Regions from separate parts of the Mus musculus genome. Here regions 1, 2, 4, 5, 6 and 7 are each linked to region 3. The links are chromatin contacts, called in public Hi-C, HiCAR-type and promoter capture Hi-C maps. All regions are on one chromosome and are shown on one strand. The core of a region is the stretch at or near the end of the contact, and the rest is flanking DNA. Distances in the headings are between cores, read along the strand shown. Region 1 holds the start of Mybl1 (myeloblastosis oncogene-like 1). Region 2 holds the start of Sgk3 (serum/glucocorticoid regulated kinase 3). Region 3 holds the start of Pcmtd1 (protein-L-isoaspartate (D-aspartate) O-methyltransferase domain containing 1). Region 4 holds the start of Cops5 (COP9 signalosome subunit 5). Region 5 holds the start of 2610203C22Rik (RIKEN cDNA 2610203C22 gene). Region 6 holds the start of 1700034P13Rik (RIKEN cDNA 1700034P13 gene). Region 7 holds the start of Snhg6 (small nucleolar RNA host gene 6).

The links. Promoter capture Hi-C pulls out the DNA fragments that hold promoters and counts their contacts. Hi-C and Micro-C count contacts between places; a contact is called where the count stands out from the background. HiCAR-type assays count read pairs that join an accessible place to other places.
Region 1: a contact with region 3 is called in a HiCAR-type map of astrocytes, with 14 times the contacts expected there. The contact joins the promoter of Mybl1 here to the promoter of Pcmtd1 in region 3. A contact is called at or near these places in 2 of 39 promoter capture datasets (cranial neural crest and hippocampal neurons), 5 of 484 Hi-C or Micro-C datasets (B cells, CD4 T cells, CD8 T cells and 2 more), 5 of 115 datasets of contacts at active chromatin or transcription factors (astrocytes, embryonic stem cells, large pre-B cells and 1 more) and 2 of 9 other capture datasets (adipose tissue and liver).
Region 2: a contact with region 3 is called in a HiCAR-type map of astrocytes, with 11 times the contacts expected there. The contact joins the promoter of Sgk3 here to the promoter of Pcmtd1 in region 3. A contact is called at or near these places in 5 of 39 promoter capture datasets (the C10 cell line, hippocampal neurons, liver and 1 more) and 2 of 115 datasets of contacts at active chromatin or transcription factors (astrocytes and pro-B cells).
Region 4: a contact with region 3 is called in a Hi-C map of uterus, with 6 times the contacts expected there. The contact joins the promoter of Cops5 here to the promoter of Pcmtd1 in region 3. A contact is called at or near these places in 2 of 39 promoter capture datasets (cranial neural crest and frontonasal cranial neural crest), 2 of 484 Hi-C or Micro-C datasets (CD4 T cells and uterus), 2 of 115 datasets of contacts at active chromatin or transcription factors (astrocytes and pro-B cells) and 2 of 9 other capture datasets (adipose tissue and liver).
Region 5: a contact with region 3 is called in a promoter capture Hi-C map of hippocampal neurons, with 11 times the contacts expected there. The contact joins the promoter of 2610203C22Rik here to the promoter of Pcmtd1 in region 3. A contact is called at or near these places in 7 of 39 promoter capture datasets (the 3T3-L1 cell line, 3T3-L1-derived adipocytes, cranial neural crest and 3 more) and 1 of 9 other capture datasets (embryonic stem cells).
Region 6: a promoter capture Hi-C map of pre-B cells shows a contact between it and region 3, with 12 times the contacts expected there. The contact joins the promoter of 1700034P13Rik here to the promoter of Pcmtd1 in region 3. A contact is called at or near these places in 6 of 39 promoter capture datasets (cranial neural crest, embryonic stem cells, hippocampal neurons and 3 more), 4 of 115 datasets of contacts at active chromatin or transcription factors (astrocytes, embryonic stem cells, large pre-B cells and 1 more) and 2 of 9 other capture datasets (adipose tissue and liver).
Region 7: a contact with region 3 is called in a promoter capture Hi-C map of liver, with 12 times the contacts expected there. The contact joins the promoter of Snhg6 here to the promoter of Pcmtd1 in region 3. A contact is called at or near these places in 6 of 39 promoter capture datasets (the HPC-7 cell line, cranial neural crest, hippocampal neurons and 3 more) and 1 of 115 datasets of contacts at active chromatin or transcription factors (astrocytes).

What each region holds. Positions count from the first base shown.
Region 1 is chr1:9,698,944-9,701,689 of GRCm38.p6, reverse strand. It overlaps Mybl1 (myeloblastosis oncogene-like 1), which reads left to right and starts at 1,481. Exons shown (of 15, transcript NM_001290397.1): 1 at 1,481-1,755. The coding sequence starts at 1,736.
Region 2 is chr1:9,796,858-9,799,627 of GRCm38.p6, reverse strand. Sgk3 (serum/glucocorticoid regulated kinase 3) reads right to left here and starts at 1,498. Exons shown (of 18, transcript NM_133220.2): 1 at 1,382-1,498.
Region 3 is chr1:7,087,649-7,090,348 of GRCm38.p6, reverse strand. It overlaps Pcmtd1 (protein-L-isoaspartate (D-aspartate) O-methyltransferase domain containing 1), which reads right to left and starts at 1,429. Exons shown (of 6, transcript NM_183028.3): 1 at 1,133-1,429.
Region 4 is chr1:10,036,684-10,039,429 of GRCm38.p6, reverse strand. Cops5 (COP9 signalosome subunit 5) reads left to right here and starts at 1,271. Exons shown (of 8, transcript NM_013715.2): 1 at 1,271-1,760. The coding sequence starts at 1,618. It overlaps Cspp1 (centrosome and spindle pole associated protein 1), which reads right to left and starts at 1,212. Exons shown (of 30, transcript NM_026493.3): 1 at 1,086-1,212.
Region 5 is chr1:9,629,688-9,632,387 of GRCm38.p6, reverse strand. 2610203C22Rik (RIKEN cDNA 2610203C22 gene) reads left to right here and starts at 1,296. Exons shown (of 5, transcript NR_015470.1): 1 at 1,296-1,327.
Region 6 is chr1:9,746,049-9,749,013 of GRCm38.p6, reverse strand. 1700034P13Rik (RIKEN cDNA 1700034P13 gene) reads right to left here and starts at 1,366. Exons shown (of 4, transcript NR_040462.1): 1 at 410-1,366. Vcpip1 (valosin containing protein (p97)/p47 complex interacting protein 1) reads left to right here and starts at 632. Exons shown (of 3, transcript NM_173443.3): 1 at 632-2,965. The coding sequence starts at 858.
Region 7 is chr1:9,942,859-9,945,558 of GRCm38.p6, reverse strand. It overlaps Snhg6 (small nucleolar RNA host gene 6), which reads left to right and starts at 1,441. Exons shown (of 4, transcript NR_024067.2): 1 at 1,441-1,539. It also overlaps a transcript of Mcmdc2 not described here.

The sequences.
Region 1 (2,746 bases), core at 232-2,731, 2.6 Mb before region 3:
AGACTAGGAGGAGCATTCCATCATGTAGCCCTGGTGAAGCTAAGGTAGATCATGAAGAAAGTCTGGGCTCTATACTGAGTTCAAGATCAGCCTGGGGTACATAACAACACCTTGTCTCAAAAATATTAATTTCTAAATTAGTCTCTCTCTTTAGAAGCTACTATGGAACTCAGAAAATAATTTAAAAGTGCTTTTCCTTCCCAAAATATATCTTGAGAAAAAGGAAGTTATTTTTTTTTTAAAAGCGAGTGTGTATCTACCTGGTTGTTTTGAATTGCAAGCTCATCTTGATTTGTATTTGCACCTGTATCTCTGATTTGCAAAAGACGATGCGTACAGTTTCAAAATAGCAAAAAATGTCAGTTTGTAACAACATTGATCTGTGGTTCATCACTCTATGCAGTAGAGCATGGTGTCTTGCAAATTTGGGCTCTTCGCCGTGTCTAATCGCTACTGTAGTTAATAATCTCCTTGTATGCTTCTTTAACCGTGTAACTGTTGAGAAGTTGCAACTGTAAGAGGCCCCTTCCCCTATGCAAGATTTCAGTTACTCCAGCTTTCAGGCGCACCTCCGGGACTCTGGGTTCCCCGCGAAGAGCATCCCGCCCCCTTTGTAGACGGAGTACGAGGTTGAGCTTCTGGAGCACTATCAACCTTTTCCCGTTCCACGCAAGCCTCGAGATAACAACTCCCCACTTATCACACTTTTATTCATCTCTGGGGAAAACAAAAGACACAACAACAGGGTCTTGGCCAGTTTCCTTGTCCTTTCGGCGCAGAACTAACTCACACATGCTTAAGAAAATAACGGCCGCGCAAGTTTCCTGGCTAGAAGGTTAAGTAGATGACCGCGCCCTTAAGTGGCGAGACTCACAGCGCGAACTAGCGCCCGCGAGGTCCTCCCCTGCCCAGGACCCCGACTGTCCCCGCCCCAGAGGCACGCTCCGCACCCCTCCGGAGGTGGCGGCGGCTGGATCGGCCCCGGCGCCTCTTCCGGCACACACCCGGGGCGCAGAAACTCGCCTTCCCAGCAATCTCCGCGCCCCACTGGGTGGCTCACCCCGCGTTCCGTGTCCTGTCACCTCGGCCCGTGAACCGGCCTCGCGCCTCCCCCATCCCGCCCCGCCCCTCCCCCGGCTCCACGGCGCTCCGGGACTCCCGCGAGTTCCAATCCTGGCTTCTAGCCCCGCCGGCCCCGCCCTCTGCCGCGCGCGCCCTCGCCGCCCCGCCCCCGCCCCCCTGCGCGCGGCCGCCCCAGCCAATGAGGTTCGGGGCCGCGTGCGCAGATTCAAACGGCGGCTCTTGAGGGAGGCTGGGCGCGAGATTCGGCGGTGCGGACAAAACCCTGCAGGAGGCTGCGAGTGCTGCAGTGCTGCTCGCTGCGGGGAGAGGGCGGGGGTCGGCGCCCGTGACGGAGCGGCGCAGGGCCGGCAGCTCTGAGGCGGAGGCGGCGGCGGCGGGCGGGGCGGCGGCGGGCGGGAGCACGCCTCCTGACATGTCCAGGGCATCCCTGGCCGGGCCCGGCCGCGGCTAGGAGCAGTGGGTCTTGGTCCGCCCCTCTGTCCCTCAGTCCCGCCTGGCCCTGACCTGACCGGGCCTGCTTTCCGCTCTCGGTCACCTGAGGGAAGGAGTTGGGGAAGCGGCGGGTGGGTCTCGGAGAGGGAGCATTGGCCCCAGGCTGGAGGAGGCTGACCCCGCGTCCCCGCCCAGCCCGCGCCTATGCGGTACTTGAAGGATGGCGAAGAGGTCGCGCAGGTGGGTGCCATCCCCTCGGACCCGGCCTAGCGGCCCTGTCTCGACTCTTGCTCTCTGTCCTTTCCTGCTGGTCCCCACTTAGGCCCTCTCGAGCCTGGGGGGCATAGGTTTTCCTGTTCGGTGGGTGTCCCACACCCGCTTCGGCCGCGCTGGCCTGAGAGCATCTATCATTATTAGACTCCATCATTATTAGACGACTGTGTGTAGGACTCTCTCTAACAAATGCTCAGGTTGCTGCATTGACGGATTCTCCCACAGCTCACGCCCAGACTTCTAACTTCTCACAGCCACTTTCAGGGAGGTTTCTTGCCAGGTAAGTTTGCCCACTGTCAGGGGATACGCCACGCCAGGGGAAGCGGTTGTGTTTGCCTGGATGACTTGAAATGGGGTTCTCTCCTCTGACTTAATCGTGCCAAATCAAAACAGATCTCCTTGACAAACCTGGGCGGGCACGGTTCTGGGAAATCTTGAGAAGGGAATTCGCTAAATCTCCCTTGTGCGCACTGCTCTTCTGAGCTTTTCTTTTTCTTAGTATCTTCTGAGGACATTGTTACGTTGTTACTATCGAGTAAACTTGATCCTAAACCAATGTGTCTTAGTTACTTTGTATCTCAAGTATTCATGTTTGATTCTGATTGTATCGGCATTGTAACAAGTAGGACACAATGTTGTTGTTGTAGAAAGATGTGCTAGGATGTCTTTATGCACCTAACTTTTATTTTATGCTATTGTAATAGCTACTCCTAAATTGTGTGGCATAATCAGATGACAAAAAAATCTAGTGTCTCGATTTTCAGTATTAAGGAAACCTGAAAAGTATTTCTCAGAATTTCCATTTATCTAGATACACAGCTTCAAAATCTAAGAGTCATATTCCCTGAGCTGAAATTTAGTACTGAGAGTCATTCATTGCAGAGTTTGATTTAAAATAACTACGCATAAAATACTTGGCTTTATTCATATATTCTTCTATATGTAGGTTGGTTCTGCA
Region 2 (2,770 bases), core at 249-2,748, 2.7 Mb before region 3:
ATTTTGGGGGAAAATCCTCTCTCTATATATAAGCCGCAAGACACAAAATGGACACCTTACAGGATTCATCAACCAATTCAGTGCCAGCAACAACCAACCGCAAAAAAAAAAATTACCAAACTGTTAATGGTAATGTCTACAAACAAAAAGGGTTCTGTTTCACAGTTCAAGTTTAATCTGATGCTCCCATCTGAGCCACGTCATATAAATTGTCAAACATATTGAAAACAAAGCTCCCTATAAAAACAAAACTAGGTTCAGTCCAGTGGCAGTGTAAAGAAAGGGAACTTCTGATGTCTGAGTTGTCAGACTTGGAATCAGAGAGTCCACCTTTCTGAAGTTACATGGGATCTGGCCTGAGACCTGCCAGCAACAGGTCCCATCTCTCCACGCCTGAATCCTACGGGGAATGAAGGGTAAGAACTTGCCTTAAGGGAGTGGTAGCCTAAGGGGGCAGAAGGCACACCCATTCCTAAAATATGTCTGAAACTTCCTCTAATGTTTCCAGCTCTTTCTATAACATTGGGGAACTAGAGTATGCATGGCCTCTTCGTGGCTACAACCACAAATAACTTATCATTTTGAGTTAAGAATTTGAGGTAATATTTATAAAGCACTTAGGAAACAGAGCAGTTCATAGTATGAGCTGTGTTTGCTAAATAAAGCAGGCACTTTCCAGGCCTGTTAGGTAAACAATCTAGTGAGAAGGGCAAGACTCTACCCAAGAGGCGTTTTTGGGGTTTTGTTGTTTTGTTTTCCTCTCTCTTTCTCTCTCTCTCTCTCTCTCTCTCTCCCCCTCTCTCTCTCTCTCTTTCTTCTTCTGTGTTTATTCTCGAATCCTAAGTGCATCCAGCATAGTCTCTGCCTGCAGAACTGCAGTTCAACCAGGCATTCGGTGCAACATTAAGTCAAAGACCTTTGTTTCAAGAGGCGAATCCCTTCTCTTTTCTACCGGTCCAAAGAACCATCCCTAAGCGCGCCCTAGAACCGAAAACCTCAGCGCGCTTTAAGGCGGCATTCGTCGGTGCTTGAACCGTGAGAATCGACCGAGCGAAAACAGACCGAAGGGTTCGAGTCTGAGAACTTGAAAAAGAGTGGCGACGCGATCTAGCCCTGCCGACCACTTCACACCGTCGCCCCGGCGGGTCCGCGCAGAACCCCATCCCGCGTCAGGTGGGCTCCCGGGTCCTCGCCACCCGCTGCCCCGCTCGGGGGGCCGGGCGAGCCGCCCGCGCTCCCCCGCGCGAGGGAGCCCCACGCCACGGCGCTGAGCTCTCCCGGAGCACACAAAGACCGCGCCGGGCCGCGGCGGGACCCCGGCGCCCGAGAGAGCCCGGCCGGGACCCCGGCACGCAGACCGGCGCACCCGCCCCGCACCTACCCGGCTGTGCGGCGTCCGGGCGCCCGGGCGCGGAGCCCAGAGCGCTGGCAGTTTCTTCTTCCCGGCGGCGCGGCCGGGCGCCGGCGTTTCCTCCCTGACGCGTCACGGCGGCTCCTCCCGCGAAGCGCCGGGCGGCGGGCGGGCGGGCGGGCGGCGCGAGGGGACGGCGGGGTCGGCCGGGACCCGCGCGGATGGCGGGACCGCTCGGCTACCCGCGCTCGCCCGTCACGCGGGGTGCAAAGTTCAGGAGGAGACGCCGCCGGACTCCTGCGCTCAGCTGACGGGATGCGCGAGGTCCGCGGCGAGGGTGACCTTGGCCCACTCGGGAGCCCGGGCGGCAGAGCGGACCCGGGCGGTGGCAGAGGGCTGGGGGCTGCGGCTTCCTGCAAGCTGGACGCTGCAGAAGCCAAATAAGTATTCGGACGATCTGGAGAGCCCACTGTGCTTCCTTTAGCTTTTTCTGGGCAGTTTTCTACACTTTTTCCCACGTCAGCAGATTGATTTTTTTTTTTTTTTTTGACCAGTGTTTATGGATGAGCGAGGGCTCTCACAAATTGGCAGATAGATGCTATGTACAGATAATATGCGTTTCTCTTGATCATTTTAGATCTATGGATTATTTTTGTTTGTTATTTTTAAACTACCCAACACACTCTACTGCTGGTGCTTGTCCATTTAACTACAGAAGCTGCGTTTTTAAAAACCCGTTCTGTGAATGGGGAACTAAGAATTACACGATTCAATGGTTGTGGAGTAGAGTTAAAATTTTGAACTAGAGAGCCACACCACCACTGTAGTTTAGGTTTTATCTGATACCACGTGAAAGTAGACCCACACAACTGTTTAAAGGATTTCTGTCTGCATGGCATGCTTCATATTTTACATTAATCTACCCTTTGAATCATATGGTTCCAGAAAATTTGCCACAAATCTATGAACAAATAGAGGAACTGAGATGAATGAGTGAGTTCCGTAAATTCAAAGAACTCTTTATATTTTAGAACGATACTCAGAAGATTTAGCCTCATGAATAAATGTAAGAAAAGTTATTTGTACTATCCATGCTGCAATATGGCCTTGTCCTTAAAATAGGTTGTGAACCCAAATTCTTTTATACTGTGAAACCTATTATTCTCACAGGACTTTCTTAACAGCGATTCTCCATGGCTTTGGGAAATGGACAAGAAAATACAGTTCATAGAGCCCAACATATTGCAGCAGTCATTTATATGTTCCACTATGATCTGCTTACAAAGCAATACACACAATAAAGCACACATCTTCTCTGTGACAAAAAAACAAGTGATCAGTGTATCTGCTAATTAAAGCCATATTCATAATACTGAAGAAATGCTCTTGGACAAAAGGAAATTTTATGTCAATAAACAC
Region 3 (2,700 bases), core at 180-2,679:
ATGATTACTTTAGTAGACTGTTTCCCTTGGAAGCTAGCAAGATTAGCACAATAATGCGTGCAGAACCACTTTTCTTCCACTTTCAGACTTCTCCCTAGGGTTCACCTTGCAAAATATTTAATCCGTGGTGGGTTTTTTTTTTTTCTTATTTGAGTACAAAATTTCTAAATGGTGACTTTCTACGAGTTTCATCAAAAGTAGCCTCCTAGAGTTTAAAGAATTAAATGCTGCTATCTAACCATATGGTATTTAAACTTTATGACATAAAGAAAAAGTAAACTTTGTGTAATCTTTAGGCAGTCATTCCCTCTCATGTAAACTCTGAGGTCTAAGCAAAGACTAGCAACCTGTTTCATATGAAAGTATCGCATGTGGCCTTAGATACTGTGAAAGTCAATATATTAAGTTGCAAAATACTGGCACGTAGGCCAGGCACAACAGCTCCTGTTTGATCCTAGCACTCGGGAGGTGGAGGCAGAAGCTAAGAGTTCAAGGTCAGCTTCCACAGCACAGGGGGCTCTATCTCAGCTTGAGCTATAGAACTGCGTCGCAAATCACAAAACATACAATAAGCTTTTAACTGACTCGCTACTGAAAGTGTGAAGCCCATGCTAAACAGTAACATTTAACAATAAAGTATGTTTTTAAAAAAAAGAGTGGAGAGTTCCGTATACTACTGGCCCAAAAATCTATATTCTATATAGGACTTTAATTTTCGTCTATAAACACACTCCTCACTTGCACCGACAAAATCCTGAAAGGCTGGATGCATACATACACTTGGGATCGGGTTACTCTGAGTAGTGGGAGCGTAAATATTGGGGTTGAGGTCCAGGACAGAAAGAGGGCAGGAGTCTTGTGTCTTCATTGTTTGGCAGCTTTTTTTTTTTTTCTTACAGAGCACGCAGTACTTTAGCTCCATTTCTAAGAGCATTCCTCCTCCTCCTTCTGTACCCAAATTCTTCAGATTTGTAAACGCACAGCTGTGGTTTCACGATTTTAAAAGAACACGCATAAAAGCAATAAGCTGTAAAACACCTTGGCTCTGCAAAACAGCTCGCCCTGTCTCTCTCCATCCGTTCTCCCGGCTGGTGTCTAAAATGCCAAAGCAGCGGACGCGGACCGCACTTACCGAAGGCGCAGAAGACGCTCACACAGCGGCAGCGCCCGCTCAGTCCCTGAAGCCCCGTCCCAGCCCCCGCGTCACGAGCCTGCGTAGGCGGGAGCCCTCCAGGCCAAAGCAGCGGCGGACCGGCGGCGGGCGGAGCGCCGCAGAGACAGCCGACTGGCCCGGCACAGCGTCCGCCAGCGCCGACGCGGGAGGGCGGAGCCCGACCCGCAACCCGGGACCCGGGCAGCTGGACTGCCCTAGTCGCCACCGCCTCCTGGGAGCTGCGCGTGCGCGGGGCGCCCTCCGAAGAAAGATGCCAATCAACGGGGCCTGGGAACACCCCCACCCTCAGCTGGGTTGGACTCCGCCCTCTCGCTGAACGCCCTGCCCCTTAACCAAACAACGCGAGGCTTGCCCAAGCGGCTGGCAGCTCCCGCGGATGCCGCGAGAGCTGGGGCTCCTCCTATTCTGTCGCTGTTTTGTTTGTGTGCTGCGTAGCTCGGGAGCGCAGGGTCTGGTGACTCAGTCCGTCCCCAGCTCCGCCTCCGGTCGGCGTTTTGCCGACTGGATCTACGAGGCCACTTCATCTCCAGCCTCTCCGCGGGTCTCTGTATCGGGTGATGGGGAGGATGCCTGCAGACCCGGCGCGCACCCAATGACTGGCGGCGGTGCATGCGTCGCCCCCTGTGCAGGCGCAGCTGACGCCTTCTTGGTCCACGCCGAAGCCCCTGCCTGTGTCGGTGTCGGGAAGGAGTGCTTGTTGAGAAGTGGCGAGGGTCAGAAGCAAGGGGGAGCATCTACATCTGTAGTCCTCCGCAGTAAACATGTCGATTCCTACTTTGGGACTGTATTTTTTGTTTGTTTGTTTGTTTCCAGCACATAAAAAGACACTGCTTTCCCAATGCTGTAATTTGTAACCAAATGCACGTTCCAGATGTGGTGGCACTGGCTTGTAACCCCAGCACTTGGGATGCTCAAAGTCTGCCTGTACTACATACATATATCAAGTCCCTATCAGGAAAACAAAAGGTCTTGAGGCCTAGGTTGCTGTCACCTACAGTAACCTTGTGTAAAGTGTTTAAGAACAGAGTAGTAAAATGAGAGCTTCCAATCACTTGAAAACTGGAACAAAGTTAACTTATGCGATGGTCTGACTTTCAGCTCACCTTTATGTCTCAAGTACGAAGTTAGATTTGGTGGCCTTTTAGCCCTTAGACTGAGGCTGTGGGCCGGATTCCTTAGTCCTATCTTTGTGTCTCTCCTAGAACCAAAGCACCCCTGGACAGGATGGGATCACATAACAGTCTTTGGGGGTTCGGTTTCTGATACTCTAGGCAGAAATTTTAGCAGGTGAAAATATTTTATCGAGTGGATGTAACGGCTCAGGGTGGTAATCCCAAAAGCTCCGCAGGTGACAGCAGAGATCAGTAGTCCAAAGTTATCTGCAGATACTTCATTTGAGGTCAGCCTGGGTTATATGAGACTGTCTCAAAAAAAAAAAAAAAATATATATATATATATATACATCTTACCATAAACATAATAAATCACATGATAAATTAGGAAGGTTTGGGAGTTTTAACAGAATC
Region 4 (2,746 bases), core at 22-2,521, 2.9 Mb before region 3:
TCTCAGAAAGAACTTAAGATACTAATGTACTCTAATGTCCCTAGTGTGCCCGAAGTTATACTTTAAGAAGATTCTATTTTTATTTTTGGTTTCGTTATTTTGTCTCCAATAGTCCAGGGAGAAAGCGGGGTTGGAACTCTTGATTCTCCATTCTCCACCTCCCAAGTACTGGAATTAGAAGAATGTTGCAATGTCCTTGCTCTGTTTTGTTTGCCCAGCTCCTTGACTTTTTGAAACAGGGTCTCCTGCAGCCCAGGCAAAAGCACCTGCATTAGAAGAGGATACAGACGGGCAGTAGTGGTGCACGCCTTGAATCCCAGCACTCAAGCAGGCAGCTCTCGAGTTTGAGGCCAGCCTGGACTACATAGTTCCAGAACTGCAAAAACCCCGGGGTCCAGGTGAAGCAGCTACAGAGCCTTCGAATTCCTGTGAAGGAGCAGTTACTGACGAAGAGTTAAGGAAAGGCATCTCCGAGCTGTGCTTTTTAAAATCTGTGTGCTCTAAAGCAGAAATGTCAAGAAGTGCATTTCAAGCAATGCCTAACAACTAATATATTACTAAGCCAAGGAAAAAAGTTCTAATAGAATGAAAAACTGGGTTGGGGGAGCTAAAAGAAGATGATGAAGCTGGAGAAGTCTTTAAGAACCGTGTTACGAAAAAAATTAAATATATTAGAATTAAATAAAACACAAATTTCATGCATGCCTTCAACTTACAGTCTAGTGGGCAATTGGGGATGAGAATGTGAGGGAAGAAAACCTAAAAATACGACTGAAACAAATTTCACATTAACTGCTGGAAGGCACAGGTTGCGGAGATTAAATCTGCACTGAGACAAACCTTTTTTAAAAAGTAGCGCCTAAGGCATTCACCGCTCCTAACACTTGTATAAAATGTTACCCTATAAAGTCCCTAAAAAAGTTAATCTTAGCAACCGGTAACTTTTGCTTGCCACCTCGCAACAGTAGCGAAAACACAAAAGCGGAACGCCAACCACAAACCCCGGAGGCTTAACACACCGCAAATTATCTTAAAAGAGTCACGCGATCTTCCCCCTCCAAAACCAATAATCCGGAGATACTTACACCTCTGTTTCTCTAGAGATATTTAGTATTCCAAACAATTTATTTCGTTTGAAGCACCTACACTCACATAAACATAATTCCCCAAACTCAAGTTTCCTCCTACACACAATATGGTGGCATCTGAGTCTGCGCAGTACGAGCCGAGCCGGCCGACTCCTTCCTGGCAGGCCAATAGTCCCGCCTTCCGGCGCGAAAGGCTGTACCATTCCCACACCGAGGCTTTGCGTCCCTCGCAGTTCACACGAACGGATTTCCGAGCCAGCATGTTCTCGTTTCACCGGCAAGACTGATCTTAGCCGAGCCGAGCCGAGCCAACCCTAAGGAAGTGTTTTCTATGTCGCTGCGCCGCCGCCGCGCCCCAGCGCGCGAATGGTCTGGACCAACGTCACCTCCGGTCTCAAGTGTCATGGCTGCCTTGAGAGTCTAGTGAGTGTGCACCCTGGTGGGGAAGGTCCAAAGCCCGCACGCTGAGGCCCAGTAGAAGAAAGTTGCATCTTGATTGTGGAGCGACAGCTTCTCCGGTGCCTCGGCCATGGCAGCTTCCGGGAGTGGTATGGCCCAGAAAACCTGGGAATTGGCCAACAACATGCAGGAAGCGCAGAGTATCGATGAAATCTACAAATATGACAAAAAACAACAACAAGAAATCCTGGCGGCGAAACCCTGGACTAAGGAGTGAGGAGGTCCCTGGCGAGACGCAGGGGAGGGCAGGGATGGCGGGACTGTGAGAGACCCGCGAGGGGTGGGAGATGAAGGGTGTGGTGAGCTTGGCTTTCTGTGGGGCGTCGACCGAATATTGGCCACAGTGGCCTTAGTCTGCCTTGTCAGTAGAGCCTTACCTGTCCTCTAGGGCCTGCTTCGATTCCCCTTTTAGAAAGTTTCTTGCCTTCAGGGCGTGTAAAGGGCTGACTTGGGGTGCGACTTTTGTCAACATGATTATTTTTGTAAATCTCACACACTCTGCCTTGAACCTGGTGGCTACATGCAGTTAGTTGCAGCCTTCAGTAGATTCCCAAACTGAAGAGCGTGGCTGTTTTTATAAATCGAATGAGCAGAGCATTGATTTAAAAAAAAAAAAAAAATCCATGAGCTCTTGGATTGATTGGTTTGGTTTTTTTTCAGCTCTTTAGACACATACCAAATCCTCTTAGCAGTTCCCTACAATACTACTACAATTCATGTAAACCAGGAATTATAAGAGAGAGCTTAGAAGCATTTTCCCCAGCCAAATCCATGTATCTTTGGGATTGACGACAAGTCAAATGATTCTTTAGAGCAAATTGTATTAAGGAGAGTGAAGAAAAAAATTACAAAAGGTTGCTGAGTAGACTGTCTTGCTGTCTCCAGGTGTTTTGTTCTGATGGCACAGCTGGCTTTAACCGTCAGTACTCTGTTTTCAGTGTTTATTGAGTTCTTACTGTGGGCCTGGCACTGGCCTGAAGATTTTCGTGTCTTTTAATAATCTTGACAATCCAGGATTCTTTCCCTTTCTGTAAATAGAAAAATAAGCAAATACATTCAGAAACACACCTCATGGTCATACTATAGCAATGAGCTTAGGTTCAATAGACTGAAAATCAGGTCTCAATAACTGTCATTTAGACTGTTGACTGGCATTAGGAAACTAAAGTATCTAAACTTATCTATAAGATAAAGGTTAA
Region 5 (2,700 bases), core at 47-2,546, 2.5 Mb before region 3:
CATGCCTAGTGCCTATGAAGTCGGAAAAGGGTGTGGAATCCCCAAAATATGGGTGCTGAGATCTTGGGTCTTCTGCAAGAGCAGCATGTTTTCCCCAATGCTGAATTGTCCCCATAGCCCTCACTGTGAGCTTCTTTAAATTCTCCTCTTTTTTCCATTGTTTTCTTTCTGCTGTCTCAAACTTCCACATCTCTTTCTCCATTTATTTCTTCTAGGATCTGTGTCCTGATCATTTCTTCTCACTCTGCTAAATTCTATTACTTTTAGATGACTTTTGCTTTTTGTCTTCTTTGAGAGAAGGCAGGATCTGCATTGCAAAGTGTAGCATTAAATTGTGAAGTGGGGGGGGGGGATGGCATGTTTCTGAAACCTTTGTCACAAATACAGGTTTCTTGGTGGAGGAGCCCCTTCCTTCTGGAGACCACCTCCACACTCAAAGAATAACTGAAGTGGGAACTGGGCCAGTGGTTTTATTTTCTGCACAAGCACCGCCAAAGCACAACAAAGAGGCTGGAAGTATCCCCAGGTGGAGGTATGTTCTCATGTCATCAGGAAGCCTACCTGCTTTCCCTGTACCCTGCCCCCTCTCACCACATGCCGCAGGGGATTTTTTTTTTTTTAAGTCAGAAAGGCTGGGGCATTGACCTGTGTTATGTACACTGTTTGTACTGTTGCCCTGGACACTGGGATGACAACTGAGCCACTGTCTTTCACAACTAGCTTGCTTACCTGCTGAGTAATGGGCTGGCTGAGGGCCCTTTTTGGCCTCCTTCCTTGGCTTCCAGCCTTTTGGAGGCACAAGCAACGTTTTCTTTCTAAAAGGAAATTTCGGCTCTCATCAGGAACATGAAGGCCTTTCTGACCTTTTAATCATCTATAGGGAAGATAAAAGTCCATCTTGGATGGAGGATCACATGAGCTGAGGTACTTTAAGCACTTAGCTCAGAGCCCACCACATGTAAACTACATACACCAGTGCCTGTTAACTGTCTATCTGTCTTCACATGCAACAGTCCACTGAACCCAGAGAGGAATCCCAGAAGATCTGTAGCTTTAACCTGAGGATTCAGAGGCTAGGAATAGAGCCTTTTACACTCCTCCTTGGGCTGGGAGAGCAGAGAGTAAGTAGCCAGAACAGGAAGCATCTTTCCTCTTCCTACTTCCCCTGAGCTCCATCTTTAGCCCTCTCCTAAGGAAGAGCATGACACAGATGCGGAAGCATAGTTTACAATAGCATCCAGCTGCAGAGCAGTCTGCTGGCAAGAGCCTGGACAGGCCCTAGAGAACGAAGAGGACGAAGATGACAAGCAGCTTTGAATTCCTTCTGGTATGTCTACAAAGTGACAAGGGTACAGGTCCACCTGTGTGTGTGGGTGTGTGTGTGTGTGTGTGTGTGTGTGAGAGAGAGAGAGAGAGAGAGAGAGAGAAGTGTCCTTTCATTTCTGAGGCATAAAGGGAGATCTCTGTAGATAAGAGGGCTCTCTCCTCCCTGCCTCCACACTGTCCCTGCTCCTCTGCAAGGACAGAGAATTTTCATGGAATAGTCTCCTGGATTTATGGCCGTGAGGCTTGTGTGTGAGACTACATAGCCTGCTTTCCTGGTGAGGTCACTGTTTCTTGAGTTATTGTCTTGCTTTACTTGGCCTGCATGAATAACAAGAATGTGGTGCAGAGGGCTTATTTATGAAGTACCAAATCTCTGCCTGGTTATACCTTACCAAGCAAGCTTCCCATCAGACCTGACTCCTCAGGAGCACTTTAGTCCTAGGGTCTGGTTTGAAGTCTAGTGAGGCTAAATGAGCAGGGCTGGGCCTTCTTCCTCCGAGTTGGAGCAGACAGACAAAAGCCTGTGGTCTCCTAAGCCAATGCACTTTGTAGGTTTCAGTTGAGGACTAATTTTGCTGGTAGGGAATGCAGGCAGGAGGCCAAAGGCAGCAGTTGGCAGCAAGTAGACTCTTTTGAATTCAAAAGAGTCGTCACCACCCACATCTTGCTTCTGAGCCAAGCAAGGGTCACTGGCCCGGACTGACCTGGCACACTGGGTGACCACCTGGGGCTGCAGGATCAGCCCAAATGCTACAGTGGGAAATGGAGAGCCTTGTGTTCAGCCGCCCTGGAGCCCTTCCCCTGCCCACCTTCTTCTGAGAGAGAACCCTGGACCCTGGCTCAGGAAATGATTCTATTTTCAGTTCCTGCCTGGCTGGCTGAATCACTCACTGCTCGCCACCCGTCCCTGCTTCTTCTGAATGGGGCGGATTATCACACCATATGTTAATGCAATTCACAATTTGCAAAGCCCGGTTAGGCTTGGGCTCTGTTGAGTTTTCATCAGCCGGTGAGGTAGATCGGGTAGGTAATTTAATTTGAATGCAAAATAGAGGTTCAAAGAAACTCAGGCAGCAAGGAGGCTCACCACTGTGAGGTGGGGTCTGGCACCCGGCTTCTCACTTGGCAGCAGTTTCTACACTGTCAGGGGTTCACAGCTCTTGGGCTGAATGGCAGGGGACCCTGCTAACAGTTTCCTGTCTTCTTTATAGAGGACATTTGCTTCAGAAGGGTGTTAGGCTGTGGGAGTGCAAAGAATTTAAAATCTTACTTTCTAGTCTCAAATTGAGTCTCAGATTCATCTCTCCAATCCCTAAGGTTTATATGACCCACAACAACGTAAAGGGCAACCCCTTCTTGCTCCGATCCATTTCA
Region 6 (2,965 bases), core at 117-2,616, 2.7 Mb before region 3:
GCTTATAACTACGAATAAGATAGAAGCTCAGTTACGGCACTTGCTAGCTAAGTGGTAATTTTAAAAAAATGACATCGTATTTGAAAAATTAATATACTTAAAAAAAAAAGTAGCCTCATAGAAAACTCCTTCCATGTTCTTAGGACCTTTAACCCGGACTTCCTAGCAGTGGTGGTGGACTTTAGACCCTCTTCCACACCAATCCTTTGCACTTTTGTTTTCCCCAAGCACACTCCTTTCTGCGCAAGGGGAAAGTGCAGGGGGACACTACCCACAGCAGCCTAGGAATGTGATTTCTCTGACTCTTTCTCGTGGGCCATAGAATGGGGGACAAACTACAAAAGAGATCCAGTTAAAAATACAACTACCGACAAGCTCCGCGAATCATCGACTTCCTTTCTGCCCCCACCTTCCGAGTGCCTTCCTCTTCCTCCTCCCCGCGTGCGTCGAGTCGCTTTGCATCACGGTATTTGAAGTTCTTTCTGGACGGAAGCGCCTAGCACTCCTTCGCGAGAGAGGAGCCGGAAGACTCTGGTTCCCAGAGGGCAGAGCAGAAGCTACGCCTGCGCAGTCTCAGTGAGGGCGTGTATGTCTGTGTCTGAGGGAGAGAGCGAGAGTGAGTGAGTGTGAGTGCGGGGTGGGGTGGTGGCCGTTACGTTCGGGGCAACGGCTAAGGCAGTGGAGAAGTGAGAAGAGAAACAACGTCCGGCGCTTCCGCCTTCGCCTAGGAGGAGGAGGAACTGGTAGGAAAAGGAAAGCCATTCGCCCTGGGCCTGGACTAGACCTCGTCGGGCCGGCGGAGGTCTGGCTATGTGCCTTTGAGGGTCGCTTGGGACGCCGAGCGAGAGCCGAGAGCGATGTCTCAGCCGCCGCCGCCTCCTCCGCTGCCGCCGCCGCCGCCTCCCCCTGAGGCTCCGCAGACTTCGTCGTCTCTGGCGGCGGCGGCTTCTCCGGGGGGCCTTTCGAAACGAAGGGACCGAAGAATCCTTTCCGGGAGTTGCCCGGATCCCAAGTGCCAGGCGCGCCTCTTCTTCCCGGCCTCGGGTTCTGTCAGCATCGAGTGTACCGAGTGCGGACAGCGGCACGAGCAGCAACAGCTGCTGGGAGTGGAGGAGGTGACCGACCCGGACGTAGTGCTGCACAATCTGCTGCGGAACGCGCTACTCGGAGTGACGGGGGCTCCCAAGAAGAACACGGAACTGGTAAAGGTGATGGGCCTCTCCAACTACCACTGCAAATTATTGTCGCCAATATTGGCACGCTATGGAATGGACAAACAAACGGGCCGGGCCAAGCTTCTCCGGGACATGAACCAAGGCGAACTGTTCGATTGCGCGTTACTTGGTGACCGGGCCTTCCTCATCGAACCAGAGCACGTCAACACAGTGGGCTATGGCAAGGACCGCTCCGGAAGCCTCCTGTATTTGCACGACACGCTCGAGGATATCAAACGGGCTAATAAAAGTCAAGAATGCCTCATCCCAGTGCATGTGGATGGGGATGGACACTGCCTAGTGCATGCTGTGTCTAGGGCTCTAGTAGGCCGAGAGCTCTTCTGGCATGCTCTGAGGGAGAATCTTAAGCAGCACTTTCAGCAGCACCTAGCCCGATATCAAGCCCTGTTTCATGACTTTATTGATGCTGCCGAGTGGGAGGACATTATCAATGAATGTGACCCTCTGTTTGTGCCACCTGAAGGTGTCCCCTTAGGCCTGAGGAATATCCACATATTCGGCCTTGCCAATGTGTTACATCGTCCCATAATTCTTTTAGATTCCCTCAGCGGCATGAGAAGCTCTGGTGATTATTCAGCCACCTTTCTACCTGGCCTCATACCTGCAGAGAAATGCACTGGGAGAGATGGTCATTTGAACAAGCCAATCTGTATTGCGTGGAGTAGCTCTGGTAGAAACCATTATATTCCCTTGGTAGGCATAAAGGGGGCTGCCCTGCCCAAACTACCCATGAATTTGTTACCTAAAGCATGGGGTGTGCCTCAGGACCTTATTAAAAAGTACATCAAGCTTGAGGAGGATGGTGGCTGTGTTATTGGAGGAGACAGAAGTTTGCAGGATAAGTACTTACTTAGGCTGGTTGCTGCTATGGAAGAAGTCTTTATGGACAAACATGGTATCCATCCTAGTTTGGTTGCTGATGTACATCAGTATTTCTACAGAAGGACTGGGGTGATAGGAGTTCAGCCTGAGGAAGTTACAGCAGCTGCTAAAAAGGCAGTAATGGACAATCGCCTTCACAAGTGTTTGCTTTGTGGTGCCCTTTCTGAACTTCATGTCCCTTCTGAGTGGTTGGCTCCAGGAGGGAAACTGTATAACTTGGCAAAAAGTACTCATGGGCAGTTGAGGCCTGACAAAAATTACAGCTTTCCCTTAAACAATTTGGTTTGTTCATATGATCCAGTAAAAGATGTTCTGCTACCAGACTATGGATTGAGTAATCTAACAGCTTGTAATTGGTGCCATGGCTCATCTGTGCGAAGAGTCAGAGGAGATGGCTCTATTGTGTATTTGGATGGAGACAGAACTAATTCTAGGTCTACTGGTGGCAAATGTGGTTGTGGATTCAAACATTTTTGGGAAGGTAAAGAGTATGACAATCTTCCAGAAGCTTTTCCTATCACTTTGGAGTGGGGAGGAAGAGTAGTCAGAGAAACAGTATATTGGTTTCAGTATGAAAGCGATCCATCTTTGAATAGTAATGTTTATGATGTTGCAATGAAACTTGTTACCAAGCACTTTCCAGGTGAATTTGGGAGTGAGATCCTAGTTCAGAAAGTTGTCCACACTATATTGCATCAGACTGCAAAAAAAAATCCGGACGATTACACTCCTGTAAATATAGATGGTGCTCATGCTCAGAGAGTTGGAGATGTGCAAGGACAAGAATTGGAGTCGCAGCTACCAACTAAAATTATTCTTACTGGACAGAAAACAAAAACTTTGCATAA
Region 7 (2,700 bases), core at 192-2,691, 2.9 Mb before region 3:
AAGGAGCCAGAAGATGAGAACAGATCGCCAGAGTTAGTTTGAGGCCAAGGAGAGTAAAAAGTCAGAGGCTGAGAGAGAAGCCAGCTCTTTGTAGGTGAGGATACCCCTGGGCCAGGGATCCTGAGACGCAAGCTGAGAAGGCATGAGATAAGCCAGTAAGCTTCACCCCTCCATGACCTCTGCATTGGTTTCTGTACTGCTTGAGTTCCTATTTTGACTTCCTTCAGTGATGAATAGTGGCTTAGAATGCTAAATCAAATGAGCCCTTTCCCTCCCCAATTTGCTTTTGGTTGTGGTGTTTCATCATGACCATTAAGTTCAACAATAGTAACTCTAACACATTAGGTGACTACTTTCTTTTTTTTTTAAAGATATATTTATTTATTTTTATGTATGTGAGTACACTTTAGCTTTCTTCAGACACACCAGAAGAGGTCATTGGATCTCATTACAGATGGTTGGGAGCCACCATGTGGTTACAGGGATTTGAACTCAGGACCTCTGGAAAAGCAGTCAGTGCTCTTAACTAGCTGAGCTGTCTCTCCAGCCCGGTGACTACTTCATGACTAAGAAAAATTCTATTACTATTACAAATCAAACTCATTAACAGCTTCTCCTTTTTTTCTTTCTTTCTTTCTTTTTTTTTTTTTCTTTCTTCTTTAGGTTTTTTCGAGACAGGGTTTCTCTGTGTAGCCCTGGCTGACCTGGAACTCACTCTGTAGACCAGGCTGGCCTCGAACTCAGAAATCCGCCTGCCTGGGATTTAAGGGAATAAGTGCTGGGATTAAAGGTGTGCGCCACCACGCCCTGCACGCTCCTTTTTTTCTGACAATCAATTTTTATCTCTCTTTCTGTGAGTGTGTCCGTGTGCTTGCTGCTTCCAGAACACTAACTCTAATGGAGCTGCTGTGGGCTGGGGATGTCTTAGCAGTTAAGAACACTGACTGTTCATCCAGAGGACCCAGGGTTAGATTCCCAGCACTCATATTGTAAGTTGGGTCACATATAACCCCAGTTCCAGGGCATCTGACACTCTCTACTGAACTCTGTCAGTACCAGGTTCTCGGGCGAGGCACACATGGCTAGCGTGCAGGCCAAACACCCATACATATAAAATACATCTTAGAAAAAAAAAATTAAATAGTTTCTAATACCAACGGTTTTTAAACACTGAAGTAGGTGAGGATGTAGAAGACCCAGCAAACATAAGGACCTGGACTGGGAGACTGTCCTATTTTAAGGCATTATTCATTACTTGAAAAATCAATTAAAAAGCTCTAGCGGAAGTATTCGCACTAATTCCCACAACCTGCTCCCTCCGCCCCACTAGAAACACAGAGCCGGAAGAGGAGGGGGTGAAGGCGAGCACGCAGAAGAGGGCTGGCCGGAAGAGGCGGGGCCTACAGGAGCGCCTTAGGGTCGCGCACGCTGGGCCACTTCCTTTCTCGGCAGCGCCGTAGAGCGCGAGCAGACGGTGCAGCATGGCGCACAGCGGAGGCCGCGGGCGGCCGAACCCGGCGTGTCCTTGGGCGTTTCCAGGTGCGAATCCTGCGGTCTGCTTAACCCCGTGTGTGCGGAGAGGGCTTCCTTGTTGGCGGCGTCCGTCTCTAGCCGGGTACGGGGGCCCCATGGCTCCCGGGTTCGGTGTGGCCCTTGGCCCGCTGTGAGCGGCGGGGCGCGTTCCCAATGGTCTCCAAATCTTAACCGAGATTAGTTATAAGGCCTGCTCCTCTGGACGCTTCGAAGTGCGGGCACAAGCGGCCGCTTCTGGCGGCAGCTTTCATCTGGGCCTGCACCCTGGCGGGAGCCCCTTTGTATCCCCAAGAAAAGCCACCATGCGGTCTGTTTCAGGCTTCCTAAGTGAGTAATCCATAGGAAATTTTACAGAGGCGGAAAAGTACTGCTTCTAAGATGTTAAGACCGCCAATTTTAGGCTTTTTTTTTTTTTTGGCTTTTTTTTTTTTTAAAGATTAATAGTTTGATCTGAAGTATTGGCATCACTCTAAAAAGCTTGTATTCATGGATCAACCCTGTAAGTACGATCTAAAGTTGGAGCAAAATTTTCAAACTATTTGAAAGCCACGCAGGGTGGGGATGCTGGCAAAAGAAGGTGGTGGTAAGTTCTGAAGCGTGTGGATACAAAAGAACACTACATTTCAGGCCTGCATGTTATACTTTACTGTTGGTATCTGTAAGCCAAATTGGGTACTCTGGATTTCTGTAAACTCAGCGTTTCAAATATGAAAATGATTAAGGATTTCTCATCGGTTTGCAGGTGATAAGTCATCACCAGTAATCGGTTCAATCATTCATTCTCTGATTTGTGACTCTGGCCATGCCGTTTCCTGTTCTAATGTCCCAGTGATGGTCTGCACAATTGCATATATGCCTCAAGCTTTTCCGTGCAAGCACCAAGACTGAGAAGCCAAGGCTTGGTACTCAGTCCTTTAAGTTAGTACTGGCAGTGAAGGGCGTGAGTAAAATGTTTTTCTGTCTGTGATGGACGGATGATGGGACAGGAACTGAAGCACCACAGGAACCTGGAGTTAGCGGATGCCGAAGCCATGGAGGATGCTATTAGCTTACGCTTTGGTTCTTAGAGAACACAGGGCCTCCAGCCCAGGGGAGGTGGCTGCCCCCTTACCCCAGTCACTGATTATGAAAATGCCTTACAGGCGTGCTTGTCCACAGCCCTATCTT